2 separate regions of the Mus musculus genome follow, and region 2 is linked to region 1. A link is a contact called in public ChIA-PET data. All regions are on one chromosome and are shown on one strand. The core of a region is the stretch at or near the end of the contact, and the rest is flanking DNA. Distances in the headings are between cores, read along the strand shown. Region 1 has its middle 20 kb from the start of Nkx2-6. Region 2 overlaps Slc25a37 (solute carrier family 25, member 37).

Evidence for each region. ChIA-PET counts read pairs in DNA pulled down with a chosen protein or histone mark.
Region 2: a CTCF ChIA-PET map of liver shows a contact between it and region 1, with 4 times the contacts expected there. The contact joins two enhancer-like sites. A contact is called at or near these places in 1 of 39 promoter capture datasets (embryonic stem cells), 11 of 15 datasets of contacts at CTCF or cohesin (CD8 T cells, the G1E-ER4 cell line, the NIH/3T3 cell line and 5 more), 192 of 484 Hi-C or Micro-C datasets (3T3-L1-derived adipocytes, the AML12 cell line, the AtT-20 cell line and 94 more), 16 of 115 datasets of contacts at active chromatin or transcription factors (Th17 cells, Th2 cells, astrocytes and 10 more) and 1 of 9 other capture datasets (embryonic stem cells).

The regions. Positions count from the first base shown.
Region 1 is chr14:69,149,511-69,153,825 of GRCm38.p6, reverse strand. No RefSeq gene overlaps it. Among named protein-coding and RNA genes, the nearest start is that of Nkx2-6, 20 kb to the left of the region's middle. Within about 2 kb of position 2,230, at least 2 of the 459 cell types and tissues checked have an H3K27ac peak or open chromatin away from gene starts, as enhancers often do. A contact at or near this core is called in hepatocytes and liver, where this site is marked.
Region 2 is chr14:69,238,891-69,243,205 of GRCm38.p6, reverse strand. It overlaps Slc25a37 (solute carrier family 25, member 37), which reads left to right. Exons shown (of 4, transcript NM_026331.3): 4 at 1-1,355. Among named protein-coding and RNA genes, the nearest start is that of Gm27222, 17 kb to the left of the region's middle. Within about 2 kb of position 1,790, at least 8 of the 459 cell types and tissues checked have an H3K27ac peak or open chromatin away from gene starts, as enhancers often do. A contact at or near this core is called in hepatocytes and liver, where this site is marked.

The sequences.
Region 1 (4,315 bases), core at 981-3,480:
AAAGTTTTAAAGTTCCACAATATCTTGTCCTTTAGAATTAATAACGTTGACAAAACGTCTCAAGTACTTGACTGTTATAGTCAGTATTCATGTAACATGGGCAGTGACTAATTGCACTTTCAATAGTTTCTCTTAAGGAGCGGTTGTAACTAGAAAGCTTGAAAGGTTATTAATAGTCACATGTGCATAATTTATTTATTTATTAACTTAGAAATAAGAGTATTTGTTTGCAGCAATTTATTAAGTATAAGTCCTCAAGAATTCACACCCTTATGTGGAAACAAGTAGTAACTGAGGACACTAAGAGGAAAGCATTTTACATGCACAATTTTCAAGAATATTAAAATATTATATTAAACCATAACTGTTTTGATATATAAAGAACGAGATTATATATCCAATCTATCTTATATGTAGGACCTATAGGCTGCCTGAGATATAAATCCAGCATGGCATTGCTTTAAACGGTTTAGTTCATAGTTATAATGAATCTTCCCACATAGACGAACCCAACCAAGAGAGTCCCTTGTACACATTCTCAGAGGCTAGCCACAATCTAAATATTTCCTAGTCAATTTTAGGTCCCATCAAGTTGACTATTAACCCTAATCACCACAGTTATTTAAAGAAACATGGAAGAGTGAAGACTAAGAGAAACCAAAGGAGCTGTAGTTCTAAATACATTGAAAGAAATGGGGAAGTTTGAATGAGAATTAACTGACACAAATACTATCTTGGTTTAGCTTCAGTTGTCAACCTGACACACCTGGAAAGAGGGAAGCTCAACTGAGGAATTGCTTCCAGATGGAAAAATCTAATTGGCTTGTTAACATGTCTGTAGGGCATTTTTTTTTTTTTTTGGTTGATGATTGATGTAGGAGGGTCCAACCCACTGTGGCTGATACCATTCTTAGGCAGGAGGGCCAGGCAGTATATGAGAGTTAACTGAAAGTCAGACTGGAAGCAAGCCAGTAAGCAGTGTTTCTCCATGACCTCTGCTTCAGTTCTTGCCTTGGCTTCTCTCAGTGATGAACTGCAATTTGTAAGCCAAATGGACTCTCATCTCTCAGGTTACTTTTGGTCAGTGTTTCATCACAGAAATACAAACAAATGACACTACTACTGTTAATTTTCTTAGATGTAATGACAGGAGTGTGATTTCAACAGGGCTGCTCAGCAGCCAAGAGGGCACAGGCTCAACAGATAATGTGGTGACAGGGCACACTTGGGAAAACTGCAGTAACTGACTATTTGATGAGTGGCAACTAGATATGCTTTGTACCTTGGTGTCCTTTTTCCCCTTAAAATTTTCATGTCAAAACAAAGGGGAAAGGGTTGGTAGAAGAGGAATAGAATAATAAAGAAGATAGAGAGAGGTAAATGGTTAGAGAGGGTGATGTGAGGCTTAGGGACTGTCTTAGTTCAGGTTTCTATTGCTGTGAAGAGACACTGTGACAAAGACATCCCTTATCAAGGTAAAGATTTAATTGGGACTGACTTACAGATTCAGAGGTTTAGTCCATTTTCATCATGGTGGGAGGCATGACAGAGTGCAGGAAAATAGAATGCTGGAGGAGCCAAGAGTTCTACATCTTAATCTGAAGACAGCTAGATGGGGGGATGGGGGGGGCTGTGCCACACTGGCCAAACTTGAGCATATATCTGAGACCTCAAAGCCCTTCCTCCATAATAACACATTTCCTTTAACAAAGCCACACCTCCTCCAATAAGGTGACACCTCCTAATAGTGCCACTTCCCATGGGCCAAGCATATTCAAACCACCACAGGAACCAAGTGAAAGAAGCCTGTGAAGTGGGGGTGGGGTCGGGTAGGTAAAAAAGATATGAAAGGCCACTGGCAGGCCAGGTAAAACAAGTGAGAAGTGAGTCTCGGACTTAAGGACAATCTGTGGTGACCATGGTGGGGATAGCCCCTCTGGTGCCTAAATCCAAAGGATGAGAGCATGGGGCCTCAGATGATGGGTCTTCAAGAAGCCAGGAACCCCTGTGAGTCTTTGTGGAGGGTAGGTTGTATGGAGGTGAGCTGTGCAGGGCATACAGTGGAATTACCGCAGTGCTTCCTAATAACCTTGGGTGCATTAGTTCCTGTATTAGCTTTTATTTCACAGTGTGGATTTATTCAAATGGGGGTGGGTGAGCAGGGGAAATGAAAGGACTAAAGCACAGAGTACATTTGTTTCTTCATTTTGACTGCTCTTAGGAATGTGATTCACAGTGATGGTTGTCTGGCAGTTAGGTTAGAAATGCAAAGTCCACTCTTTCTCAACAGTAAGCCCAGGGATTTCACCTCTTCTTTGTCTCCTCCTCCTCTTCCCTCTTCTCCTTTTCTTTGTCTCCTTTTCTTCTTTGTTACTAATGTTTTTTCTTTTCTCCTTTTTTCTTCTTCCTCTTCCTTCCCTCCCTCCCCTTCCTTCCTTCCCTCTGCCCCTCCCCTTCCTTCCTTCCCTCCCTTCCTCCCCTTCCTTCCCTCCTTTCCTCCCCTTCCTTCCCTCCTTTCCTCCCCTTCCTTCCCTCCCTTTCTCCCCTTTCTTCCCTCCCTCCCTCCCCTTTCTTCCTTCCCTCTGCCCCTCCCCTTCCTTCCTTCCCTCCCTCCCCTTTCCTTCCCTCCCTCCCCTTTCCTTCCCTTCCTCCCCTTCCTTCCCTCTCTCCCCTTCCTCCCCCTCTTCTTCCTTCCCTCCCTCCCCTCCCTCCCCTTCTGTCCCTCCCTCCCACTTCCTCCCCTCCCTCCCACTTCCTTCTCTCCCTCCCTTTCTCTTTCTTCCCTCCCTTCCTCCCTTTTTCCTTTTTTCTCCTAGAATTCTCAACTTGACAGGCTTTAGAACTGCATAGGAGGCAGACCCAGGCATACCTGTGAATGCTATATAGATTGTGGTTAGCCTCTGAAAAAATCTCTGTGTTCATCAGTGTGGGAAGACCCAAACCTCATCCCAGCAACCTGTAGTCATTGGGAAAACATCTTGAATCAATTTCCATCCCTCTCCTCTCTTCTTCCCTTCTTTAGAATCAAAGCAGAATTCATTTATGGCAAACAAAGGAAATATATAAACACACAGCAAGCAAAAGCAATATATAAATACACAAGAGTTCTATCCCACTACCTATATCTGATAATATCTGTCTATAGTTTTGATGTTTTTTATTAATAAATTTTCTTTAAAGAAGTATTAGTTCATGATTTTAATTTGCCTTTTAATGCTGTATGAAAAACTACATGTCATCATGTTCTTTTATGACACTATTTTGAGAAACTACATTAAATATCATGAAAGAATATTATATACATATATATATTTATAATTCTTAAAGATACATTTTTATATGGCATTTGTTTCTTCCAAATTTTCTCTTTCATAAAGAACAGAGACACTTTTCTACCCTATAATACACAATTTCTTGCTTTTAGATTTATTTCTTGGCACAGGATCGAGGAGAAGGGCACCAACTCTAGAAAGATGAATTATATTGGTGAATATAATAATGAGAATCACTGACAGATTTTCAAGATGATGACTTTGGGCACGAGCTGAGTCCCCTACCCCAAGTCCCTACCCTAGTGTGTTCTCAGAAGTCCGGATGTAAGGGGCAGGGCTTACAGGATCCTTATGTAGCTTCTTCTCTCCTGGGGTCTCTCCTCATCTCCTAGGACATCGTGGTTTCTAGAGGGGATGATCCTGTCTTGAGGAGCCAGGGGACCAGGAAGTGTTAGTGGGACATGGACATTGAATGAATTCACCCTTGGTACTCATTCAGAAGAGTGCTTTGCAATCAATCCAAAGAGAGAAGTAAAAAAATACCACCAACCAGCAAACATACATCTCTTCTCTTCCTCTTCTCTCCCTCTTTCTCTTCTCCTCTCTTCTCTTCTCTTCTCTTCTCTTCTCTTCTCTTCTCTTCTCTTCTCTTCTCCCCTCCCCTCCCCTCCCCTCCCCTCCCCTCCCCTCCCCTTCCCTCCCCTCCCCTCCCCTCCTTACAGGTTCAGAGGTTCAGTTCATTATCATCAAGGCAAGACCATGACAGCATCCAGACGGGCATAGTGCTGGAGGAGCCAAGAGTTCTACATCTTTATCTGAAGGCAGACAGGAGAAGATTGACTCCCATGTGGTTAGGAAGAGGGTCTTATTGCTCACCCCCACAGTGACATACTTCCTCTAATAAGACCACATTACTTTACCAAGGCCATACCTCCTAGTAGTGCCACTATTTGGGCCAAGCATATTCAAACCACTACAGCTATAAAAAGCATTATTGGGAAAGTTGGAGAGAAGGGAGATCTATCCGTGTTGAATTCATGATT
Region 2 (4,315 bases), core at 541-3,040, 90 kb before region 1:
CAGCTTTTTGGTTTTGTCCAGCAGCTATGAGAAGTTACACACTGGTCAGCTGACTTTTTTTTTTTTTCCCCAGAGAGAACCACCTCTCTCAAGTACTCCTATGTATTCCAGGAGGGCTTCCTGGCTGGCTGCAGTTTGTCTTACTAGTGTCCTGGGCTGGCTGGTGTCCTATTATCACTGACAATGTTTCTATTCTTACCCTGCTAGCATTGAGTAGAGTTAAATTCTATAAATGGAGAGGGAAGTCAAATTGTAGAGTCTAAAGTCAAATTTAAATCAAACCCCAAACTATTCCTATACCACGCTTAGATACATTGTTGACTAATCCTGCTGCAAGACCAATATTTTCCCTTGGATTTTCTTTACAGTTATCTAATACTAGGATAGCCCCTTTGGTCATGGCCTTATAAGGTAGGACCAGGACTTCAGGACTCTGTGAGCTTGAAGTCCAGGGGTCCCATCCTGGCTATCCTCTCCTCATGATTGGTGGGTCTGCAGGAAGATAGCTTTTTTAACCTGCCCATCCAATTCAGTCACCCTAAGGTTGAGCGAGTGATATGTCTGCAAAAAAGTTGTTAAAGGTTGGGATACATTCAACGTAAGTTCTGTGCCAGTCAGTCCCCCCTCCCTTAGCTCCAACATTGAAATTGTCCTTGACCCTCACGCACATGATAGCCAGTGTGTTGATTGTCATTTTTGACGTTGCAAATTTCAAGATAGGAAAAGGCTCAGTGACCAGTTTAGGATAGCCATAACCTATCTCGGTCATTGGCATCTTTGGAGTGACATCCAAGGATGGACCATCCCACCTGTGTACAATGATAATACTTTAGCTGTGTGTGTGTGTGTGTGTGTGTGTGTTCAGGCCATGTGACAGTCAACCATTTAATAGATGAGTGTTAATTTATTATAGATAAATATTGATCTTTAAAAATGGGATGCTCTTAATTCATGACTTTTTAAAGAATTGGATTAAATATAGCTACTTTTATGTGAGCTTTCCCCTCTGTCCCCCTGCCCCTTCTCTCTGTCTCATTTCTCACAACCATCACCCTCCAGTGTCACCCCCAAGGCTATATCTCCAACATACTGCTATGCCATTAAGGTTTTATTTAACTTTATTTATGGATAATTATGTCTATGAACAACAAATGTGCCGTTACCGGTCACACAGTGTGTGGGATAAGAGTGGCCTAGTGTTGCTTTCCGAATGTCTTAAAATACCTGTGGTCAAGATTGTTTTTGCCTTTGTGGCCTTTGGGTTTGGAGAGCAGCATTGTGTTCACATGTGTGGATGTCTGTCGTGCTGCTACAGTTGTAACACTGGAGCTGGAAAAAATAAAGCATTGATCTTGAAACCATTGTGGGGTCTTTGTGGGGATGCAGAAGGGTCCGGAGAATGGGTTCAGAGGAGACTTGATGCGCTGGGAACTAGCTGAATAGGAAGCAGATCATCTTGCCAGCAGAGGGCGCTCATGTACATCACACGGCCTAGAGGCCTCCTGCTTGAACATCAGGAGGATGGCTCCCTCACCCCATCCCCACCCCGCCCCCGCACATACCTCTGTGCAGAGTCCGTCAGGAACCTCTTACAGAGAAAGTCTCAGATGACCAGAGTCCACAGTCTCAAAATATCACAGCCAAAGCCAGAGAGTAGAACTTTCCCAAGAGGTACAGGTGAGGAAGCCTGAAAGGAAAACGTTTGCTTTGAGAACGCTGGACTCTATCCCCAGAACCAAGGCCAAAGATCTGCTCAGTATGACTGCCGAGTCTCTCCCAAAAAGGTACAAAGTTAGAACGGAGGCTAAGCCTGGAATCCAGCCATGGACACAGGTGCCAGGTGGGCAAAGGTGCAGAGCGGAGAGTGCCACGGAGCAACTGTCTGACTTGTCTCCTCCTACCCGACTCTGAGCTACTCTATGTCCCTTGTGGCTTGTAGCTGCTGCATTTTGGTGTGGGGGTGTGGGGTGGGTTCAGGGTCTACTGATTCAACCCAGTCTGCCTGCCTGCCTCAGCCGGCAAACATGGTAGTGGTGGTGAGCGGAAGTCATGTGGAGCTGTGGGAAGGAAGCGTGAGATGTCCTACCCTCCATAAGATGCAGTCTAGTAGAATACAAAGCCAGCCCGCCCTGTTGTCGCAGGCCTGTTGATGCCAGCTACCTGGGAGGCAGGAGGTGATACATTCAAGACCAACATGGATTAAAGAGATTAGTCAAGCCACCATGAGTAGCTTAGTGGGGCAGGTTGTGTGAATGGGAGACCTGGCTCCATTTAAAGCACCTGCCATTCTTACTGAGGACCTGGGTTCAGTCCCCTACACTATAGGTGGTTCACACCCATCTGCAACTTCGTTTAGGGAATCTGATGATGCTTCTGGCCTCCAAGGGTGTCTGCACTTAGTGCACGTAGCCCTCCGCACATATGCATAACTGAAAATAATCTTAAAATCTTTTATTTTTAAAAAGTTTAAGGTGGTCTAGGGTTAAGCTGAGTGTCCAAGTACTTGCCTAGCACATATGAGAGGTTCTGGCTTAGTCCCTAGCACCTCACTGACACACTTCAGTCCCCTTCCCCAAGATGGCAGTGCTCCATGCTATGGGGGTTACAGGTAGCATGGAACCTCTTTGTGTACTGTTGGTTAGGTTCACTGGTTCTCCCTAGCCTGGGGGGGCTGAAGCTGCTCTGTCTGGCCTGGCCCCTCAGTGTTCATGTTGCGTTTCTTTCCATGCAGGGACTAATATTATGCTGGACATTCGCAATCTGCTCCAGTGGGGCAGTATTCACCACAGAAACGAGCGGTTTTTACAGATCTGGGTGCTTGTCTCCCTGAGAGCTGGTAGTACACTAGGCTGGTCCATAGCACACGTTTGGTGTGAAGTACGATTTTTTTGAGAGGGATAAAGCTGGTTTCACCTTAGAGTTCTTGGTTAGTGCCGCCTCTCTTAGCTCCTGGCCTTTCTCCTGTTACTCAGAGCCCCCTGCAGAACACAGTTCCTGCCTCCAAAAGTCCCTAAAGGAAGGGTTTTCTTTTCTCCTCAGCTAAGGTCTCCTGTCGTGACTTTTAGTGGGTAACTGCTCTACTAGGAAGAACTCAATGCTGATGCTGAAGGAGAGCCCTTGGTGGGATGGATGCCTCGGGAGGATGCCATTCTCCCACTGCTGTCCAACAGATTTAGCTGTGTGTGGGGGGCATGTGTGGGAGAGAGGAATAGAGGATTATTACCAAGTGTCCTATATAATCTAAGGCTGAATGTAGACCTTTAAGTATGGGTTGGGAAGGGAAAGCCTGGGCCATAGACACACTGCTTTGGGGTTTTGTCCATAGTAAGCTATAGTAACCATTTAAGCTGCCGTTTTAAATTCTAAAACAATTTTGTGTATGTGTTGGGGGTTGGGTGGGGGGCAGGTATGTATGTGCACATGAGTGCAGGTGCCCACAGAGTTCAGAAGAGAACATTGGATTCCCTTGAAGTTTACAGGCTGTTGGGAGCCACCCAGTGTGGGCACTGGAGACCATACTGAGGTCCCCTATAAGAGCAGCATGCACTCTTACCTATAGGACCATCTTTCTAGCCTCTAGGTTGTTTCCTCCTCCTGCTTCTCCTCCCCATCCTCAGGCTCCTCCCACTCCCTCCTTTCCTCCCTCCCCATCCTCTTCTCTCTCCTCCCCCCTTCTCTTCCCTTTTCACCATGATAAAATGCCTGGCTAAATCCATAACCATCTACATGGATTGGGCCCAGGAAATCTTCACAGTCATCAAGAATGGCCATGAAGCCTCTGAGCTAATTGATTGAGCTCTTTAGGTCAAAATTCAGTGCCAGGACCCAATGAAGTAAGAAGGGGATGAGAGTGGTGGTGGTGCCAGTTACAGGGTTATTTACAACATGGTAAAGGACATGGGGGGCAAAGCTCCCAACCTGTCACCCAACAGGCAAAACAGCTAGGGGACAGGGGCAAGAAAGACCAAGTGGGCAAGAGAACAACTTCAAGAAAACAGAGGAGGAAGATTGTGCCTTATAGGGAGGTGTGATCAGTCACATCACGGAAGGCAAGGGTATGTGAGATGCTTGCTCACTTCTGAGAGGGAGGGAGACTCAGAGGGAACAGAGAAATAAGAAGAAATGGAGAGCAGAGCCGTGGTGTGGTGGCACACGCCTTTAATCTCAGCACTCGGGAGGCAGAGGCAGGCAGATTTCTGAGTTCGAGGCCAGCCTGGTCTACAAAGTGAGTTCCAGGACAGCCAGGGCTATACAGAGAAACCCTGTCTTGAAAAACCAAAGAGAGAAAGAGAGAGAGAGAGAGAGAGAGAGAGAG